Regions from separate parts of the Mus musculus genome. Here region 1 is linked to region 2. The links are chromatin contacts, called in public Micro-C maps. All regions are on one chromosome and are shown on one strand. The core of a region is the stretch at or near the end of the contact, and the rest is flanking DNA. Distances in the headings are between cores, read along the strand shown. Region 1 holds the start of Btbd1 (BTB (POZ) domain containing 1). Region 2 holds the start of Homer2 (homer scaffolding protein 2).

The links. Hi-C and Micro-C count contacts between places; a contact is called where the count stands out from the background.
Region 1: a Micro-C map of embryonic stem cells shows a contact between it and region 2, with 2.3 times the contacts expected there. The contact joins the promoter of Btbd1 here to the promoter of Homer2 in region 2. A contact is called at or near these places in 4 of 484 Hi-C or Micro-C datasets (embryonic stem cells and muscle stem cells) and 1 of 9 other capture datasets (adipose tissue).

The regions. Positions count from the first base shown.
Region 1 is chr7:81,827,998-81,831,562 of GRCm38.p6, reverse strand. Btbd1 (BTB (POZ) domain containing 1) reads left to right here and starts at 2,132. Exons shown (of 8, transcript NM_146193.2): 1 at 2,132-2,590. The coding sequence starts at 2,172.
Region 2 is chr7:81,705,388-81,709,181 of GRCm38.p6, reverse strand. It overlaps Homer2 (homer scaffolding protein 2), which reads left to right and starts at 2,257. Exons shown (of 9, transcript NM_001164086.1): 1 at 2,257-2,423. The coding sequence starts at 2,419. Gm32579 (a long non-coding RNA gene) reads left to right here. Exons shown (of 2, transcript XR_391652.2): 2 at 459-1,030.

The DNA.
Region 1 (3,565 bases), core at 883-3,382, 120 kb before region 2:
CTTAGAGATCAACCTGCCTCTGCCTCCCTGCTAGAATTAAAGCCTAAGTGTGTATGTGAGCTTGAGACACTACCACCCAGCAGATTCCTGGAAGATTAAGGGAGATTCTTGGTGAATAGCAACCACTTTAAGAGATCTGCTTTTCTAGTAAATAGAAACCTTTAGGCTTGTTTACAGATAAACAATCCTCTGTTTACCCAAAATCCTTGTTTAGGACAATGTCACTAGCATTGCCATTTTGGAGGAAGTGGAGCTTTGGACCTGACAGAAGCTAGTTTTGGAATTTTTGCTGTTGTTGGTTGGTTGGTTGGTTTTGAGACAAGGTCTCACTCTGTAGCCCAGGCTGAGTAGGAACTTGCTTTGTAGACCAGGTTGGTCCGGAACTCACAGAAAGCTGCCTGCCTCCGCCTCCCTAATTCTGGGATTAAAGGCATGGGCCACTGTGCCCTGCTCTTTTTGTAGTTTATTTTTTTTTAATTACTCATTTTTGTGTATCTGTAGATCTATACATATCCTGGAGTACCACAGTGCTTGTGGAGTGCAGAGGACAGCCAATCGGTCTCTCTCAGGATGAAATTCAGTTCTTTAGTCTTAGCAGAAAGTACCTTTACCTGCTGAGCCATCTCTCTGGCCCTGTAGGGTATTTTTATTTACTTAGTATTTTTGGAACAGGGTCTCCCTGGCTGGTCTGGAATTCACAGAGCTAAGTGAACCCCTGTGACACAGGTTCAAAGGTATGCATCATCACACCCAGCCATGTTTTAAAATTACATTCCATTTTTATGGGATGTCACACTAGACATCAAGAGGTCAAAGGATAACTTGCAGGAGTTAGTTCTCTCCCTCTACCTTGTAGGTGCTTGGGATTAAACTCGGGTCATCAGGCTTGGTGGCAACTGCAACTCTATTTCTAAAGTCCCATAACAGAGAATTGAATTGTATATATTTCAAAATTAATAGTAGAGCTTTTTCGGAGTTTTTTAATATTCCTAAAAATAGAGATTAAAATATGGGGGTAGGGGAAAGGTTCTGGTATCTTGCTTTTGTTTTCAAAGAATCAGCTTAAATTTCTTGTCCAATTCCACTATAAACTCGGAGCGTAGGACTCTTAGATTGCTTGACATCTGTAAGCCGGAAGGTTCCCCCCCTCCCCCCCCAGTTATTCTCGTGTCGTAAAGAATCATTTTCTGGGTCTTTTCCTTCTGCCTATAACAAGTGCCTTATCTTAGGATCTATTTATTGCTGCAGGGTTCAAGAAAGGCTCCCACATAATGACAACCACACAGGAACACTGCCCCCAAAGATATGTAGCTGGCAGCACCCTTCCCATTTGTTTTTGAGGGGAAAGGAGTTAAGACGTGTGTGTGTGTGTGTGTGTGTGTGTGTGTGTGTGTGTGTGTGCGTGCGTGTGTGTGTGGGTCTTCATTTGCTACCCAGGCTGGGTTCCCAGTTGCAGCCATGTTCCTGCCTCAACCTTCCATTTTACTGGGATTACAGGCATGAGCCAATCTCAACTCAAATCCTAGGGCTCATAAGGTGGTGTGGTTCCAGTGCTTTTCTGCACTGGAACCAAAAGCAAGGCCTAGGAGAGTTGAGCAAGAAGGCCCTCAATCTTAGACATGGAAATGGCAGAGGAACTCTCTCACAGGGCGGAGTGGAGCCTCGACAGTCAGAAGGGGTAAGAAAGAGACTGCGGACGGGGAGAGGGATCAGTGGACTTCCTAGCCTCTCAGCTCCGCCTGGGGTTTCCAAGGGTGATGCAGCCATCCGGGCTGTGACAGGGCCACCATCCCGCCTTTAGAATAGCAGGGTGTCTGTCTCTCCTCTACAGACTCCCTTGCCGTGCCCTCGAGGTCCTTCCACGTCCAGCTCATCCACCAAGCGGGCTGAGGCGGCGTCCTCGCAGGGTGACGCGGGTGGGAGCGAGGCGAGCCTGAAGGGAGGAGCGGGAGGCGGCCTGAGGAATCAGCGCGGCGCGCCCGCACGCCCCTCAACCCTCTCGCGGCCGCGCGCCTCCCGCCTCAGCAACGCGGCCCCGCGGGAGGGCGGGCGCGCGCGGCCGGAAGCGCCTTTCCCGGAAGGCAGGGGGGCGGTGCCGGCCTCGGGGCGGCTCGACCATGGCGGCGGCGCGCCGGGTGCTCGCAGCTTGAGCGGAGCCGCGCAGCAGGAGGATGGCCTCGCTCGGGTCAGCCGCGGCCGGGGAGCCGGCGACCGGAGCTGAGGCGGAGCCCGGCCCTCCGGCCCCGCCGCCGCCTCCGCCGCCGCCACCGGCTCCCTCGCCGTCCGCTCTCGGGCCGCTGCTGCCCCTGCAGCGCGAGCCGCTGTACAACTGGCAGGCCACCAAGGCGTCGCTCAAGGAGCGCTTCGCCTTCCTCTTCAACTCGGAGCTGCTGAGCGATGTGCGTTTCGTGCTGGGCAAGGGCCGAGGCGCGGCGGCCGCCGGGGGCCCGCAGCGCATCCCCGCCCACCGCTTCGTGCTGGCGGCCGGCAGCGCGGTCTTCGACGCCATGTTCAACGGCGGCATGGCCACGACGTCGGCCGAGATCGAGCTGCCGGACGTGGAGCCCGCCGCCTTCCTGGCGCTGCTGAGGTGAGCGGCGGGCGCGCGGAGCCGGCGGCCTGGAGGGTGGCGGCACCCAGCCCGGCCTGCGTCGACTCCCGAGTGACCTTGGGCTGGGCGAGTCGGCCTCCCTCGGGTCCTCCCCGGCAGGCAGGCGATGCTTGGGAAGGTCGGTCAGTGTCGCCATTCCCGGCGGTGGCGGGCGCTTTGCCGTTGAAGGGTGCTGTCACATTCCAGTAGCGGAATTGTCTGTCGCCCGGGCTTCATAATCGAGTGGGCAGACTAGAAGACGAGATAGGCTGTCCCGATTACCCACTTGCAGGATTCGTTTTTGTTTAAGGACCCGGGTGGATGAAGGGTCTTAGAGGACTGGGGTTGTCAGGGTCTCCACGGTTTGCTGTCAGGACTCTGGAAGATAATAGCCATAGCAGGTATCAGGCTGGCCTGCTTCAAGTTTCTGCAGTCAAGGTGACGGTTTTTGTATTCTAAAACACGCTAGTAGTGTTCGAGTTTGCTCTCCGATGATCTGAGGATAGGAGATTGATTGATAGCTGATTAGTTTGCTACTTAGTGGAAGGTAGTGGCATTGTGGCGTTGTTAATCACAGCAGTCCTAACTGTTAGGGAGGCATATCTTGTTGTTTTACCCCAGTTTTACAAATGGGACCGAGGCCCAGAAAAGTGACTTGTCCAAGGTAATCGAGCCAGCTCCCGGAGGACCGAAGATGGTGTTGGCTGCTTGAGTATAGTGTTGTTTTTAAGACAGCAGATTTTGAGTAATTCTGACGTAAACAGGCAAGTCAGTGGAGCACAAGAGTCCACAGAGGCTCATAGCTTCCTCAAGAAGATGCTTATGGAGGGAAATATAAAGTTCACACAAGAAATATATGTTAAGTTCCCATCAATAAATGGATAAAGGACAAGATGTAATAGAAAAGAAAAAAATACAACCAAGGAATGTGTGACCTCATTAGTAAATGAGGAAATGCAAATTAAAACAGTAAAG
Region 2 (3,794 bases), core at 1,008-3,507:
ACGGTCTTTCTTTCTCAGCTTTGTCCTCACCACCGGCACCTTTTATACCCAGCTAACTGGCCTATGTAGACTCTCTCTAGCCTGGCCTTAGCCACGGGCACAGAGTCTCTTCCTTTCAGCCTTCTCCATTGTCAACTAGGGTATTGATCACAGGGAGGAGTGATGCTCCACAGTAAGTGTTTGCCAGCAAGACCTCTAACTGGGAAGTGAATGCCCATCTCTTGGGAAGAGTCCAAGATGATGAGAGAGTGCAGTGAAGATGACTCGAGAAAATGAGACGGAGTAGGGAGCCATCAGAGAGAACTGCCCGGGAAGCCTTGGGTTGAAGGAGAGGAGAAGAGTAGCAGAGTCCACTTTCTCCACACCCCTCTTCCTAGAGTAGCTTGGAGAAGGTGAAGAAAGCACATCCCTTCCCAGACCTTGAGTTTGATCCACCCTTCCTCTCTCTCTTCCCTCAGAGCCTTCTACACAGAGGACAGCCAATTTAACCACAGAGCACTGGCTGCGATTCACCACCCCACCTGCTTGGCCTCATTGCATCCTGCCAAGGTGATGTGGGTGCACCCTGTCTATCTGAGGAGCAAAGAGATGGACCTCCCAGCCAGGGCTTGAACACCACTGGGCTCCTTTGCTCAGAGTCTTGTTTTCCATACCCCTAACACACATTTGCTGGCTCCTGCTTTTGATCCTCCTACTTCTGGCTTCTTTCTGGGACTTTACCAGTGACCCCTTCCCTTCAGCACCTTGGCACAGCCCTGGTCTTTGGAATTCAGCTTGTGTTAGAAGAACTTCCTCTGGGGCTGACTGTTCATTAGTCTTGGCTCTAAACAGAGTCACCTGTGTGCACAGATCCTGACCAATTTTGTATAGATAGGGCTTGGTCTGTTTACTTATTCATTCAACAAATATTGGTGGAAGACTTTGAATTCCCATTGTAGGTAGTAGAGGTTACAATTATGGGCAAAAAGCCACATCTTTCTAAGAGTTTGCAGGTGTGTCTGGAATATTAAACCAATAATTTTACACGAGATACTACTAACAGTAAGTGCAAGGAAGAAAAATGGACCGGAACAATGCCATCCACGGCCTTCGGTTAAGCCCCTAAGGGACGCGACAGTGTAACAGTGATCTGAAGCACATGTAGGAATGAAGGGGAAAAAAATCTTCCCAGACAGAAAGAAGAGCACGTGGGTAGGCTGAGAGAATGGCCAGCTGGCTGGAGTGCGGCGAGCAAGGGCAAAGTGAGAGGGCTGGAGGTGGTAGTGGACTGGCCAGGCTCATCCCAAGGACAGTGGGAGGGGAGCCTCAGATCAACTTGTATTTCAGAAATTACTGACCACCGTTTAGAAATGGGGTGGGTGCTCTTGTGAGGTGAAGGAGCTAGGTAGCTAGTCACAGTGGCCTGAAGGGAAATGAGGGCAGGGGCACGGTGGTGGCCCTATTCCAGTTGCTTGTCCTTGCCTTCTCCTCCCAGTCCCTGTCTGTCCAGAGATGCCAGGCTTGTGTGGGCAATGTGTGCTCAGCCGAAGACAATCCCGTGGAAGGCCCAGTGTGGGGTGATGGTTAGGTTGGCTCCAGTGCTGGCCTTTGGTAGGGAATCATAGCCAAGCTTAAGGAAGCCTCTCAAATTTTGCCAACTCGCTATGCTGAGGGTGTGCGTTTCTGTCTTTACCCAGGGAAGAGTTCAGGGAACCTGCTTTGGGCTACAGAATCCTCCTTGCCATCTTACCCTCCAGGATTTTAAGGCCACTCAGCCAGACAGGTGGGCAGGAAGACGAAGGTGGGCATTAAATGGGGTGGGGAGCAAATCGTGGTCCTGCCCATCTCAGACTCTGGAGACGTGAGATCTAATCTGAGACTGTGACCTTGGTCACATCATTTCTCCTCCCTGGGGGGCTTCGGTTCCCTCATCTGCAAACTAAAGGTGGCCAAAAAGTCCCTGCCAGCTGCGACTTCAAGTCCAGCAGGTGGGACATCCCGTCCGAGGCGCGGCGCCAAGCTTGGCAGGGCGCGCGGGTGCGGGGTCGACACAGGAGAGGAGGGGGCTGCTGGAAGAAGCGGCGACTGCGCGGCAGCGCGGGGGACGCTGCACACGCTGCCGCGCCCCCAGCTCCAGGCGGGCGGCGGCGGCCCGGGGGCCACGAGGTTACGTAAGGAGCGGGCGGGAGGGACCGGCGGCTCCGCCCGAGCGCGGCCGCCCAGCCCCCGGCCGCCCAGCCCCCGCCCTCCCGCCCGCCCGCGCCTGGCGGCGGCCCCGACACCGGCAGAGCAGCCGCGCAGCCGGCGGAATGGAACGGCGCCGGGGCTGAGCCGGGCGCACTCGGGCCGCCGCATGTGCCGCGCGGGGAGCAGCTGCCGAGCGGGCGGAGAGCGAACGCCAGGGGCCCCGTCGGAGCGGCCGCACGAGCAGCGCCGGAGATGGGGTGAGTGAGCTCGCGGAGCGCCCGCGAGGGGCTACGGGCCGCCGGTCGCGTGCTGCGGCGGGAGCTCGGGGCGCCCCCGGCCTGGGCGCGGACTTTGCGCCTGGAGCCCACGGCCCTTCCCGTCTCAGCCAGCCGGGCGCGGAGACACCTGGCGGGGACCCGCACCCGGGCTGGTCTCGGCGCCTCGGCCATTCCGCGGTCTCCTTGCCCCTAGCGCGAGCAACTCCAGGGCCTGGGTTTGTGAGTGTGAAAAGCAGTTTGCCTTTCTTCACGGCTGCATTTACAGCCAGCGACATAGAAATCGAAGTTTTCCTGGAAAGGAAACACACCCAATAATAACCCTTCAGCGTAGGAATAGTGGACTTGTAGGCAGCGTTGAGATGCGACAATCTGTTAGGCACCTAGGTGAGGCTCCAGATGCTTGGGAGGGAAGTTGGAGCACTCAGTTGAAGTGACTAATGCTCCTGAGTATATAAAGTAATTTTAAAAGCAGGATTGATTTCTCTTCGGCGTCTCTCCGAGCAGTAGGCGCTGTGAGTCAGGAGCCACTGTGCTAATAACACAGTAACTCTTTACATCTGCTCGCCGATGTGAGCGCACACTCATGGTGTTTCAGTCTCTATGCGAGATATGGTTTGTGTGCTTGCTCTCCACAAGAGGAAACTGAGGCCGGTTTAGTTGGGAGACTTCTCCCAGCTTGAACAGCTGATACATTTGTAAAAGGGGAATACTTAGTGTGTGGTTGCTCACCGGCAGAAGCTAGGCCACTGCCTGACTGGCCATGAGGATGGTTAAGGACATCAGAGGTCTGTCTTCTGCTGCTGAGCCCAGTGTTCTTCAAACAGCCTTTCATGGGGCCCAGAGGCCTCTGCTGTGTAGGTGGTCTAGAGAACTAGCTTCCCTTTGGGGATGGGTGCCATGGGAAGAGTCATGATCGCCCTGGTGGCCCCACCAGCCCCTATGGGGCAGTGGCTTTACTGTGCTTAGCTCCAGACAAGCCTCAGGAGTGGCTTTCTCCGTGGAGCTGGTAGAGTTTTGGAGGGAGCAGAGGCAAGCAAGGTAGAGCTCCGGGTAGGAGAGCAGATGGCTGTGGACGCCAAGATGGAACAAGGGGGACAGAGGGCCCATCGGAAGTTTGCTTAGGAATATTGATGCCTATCCAAGAGACTTATGTTGGACGACTGGGAGGCCAGAGATAGACAGTCATCCTACCCAGAAGGCAGATTTTTGTAACATTTTCAGCCATCTCTCAGCAGATATGAAAGAACTCATCTTTGAGCAGAAGGAATCTTTGAGACGCTCAGGTTTCATAGTTAAAAAACAAAAGCTTTGGGAAGGAGTTGGCACACGTGGAAGGTAAAAGGACCTGGT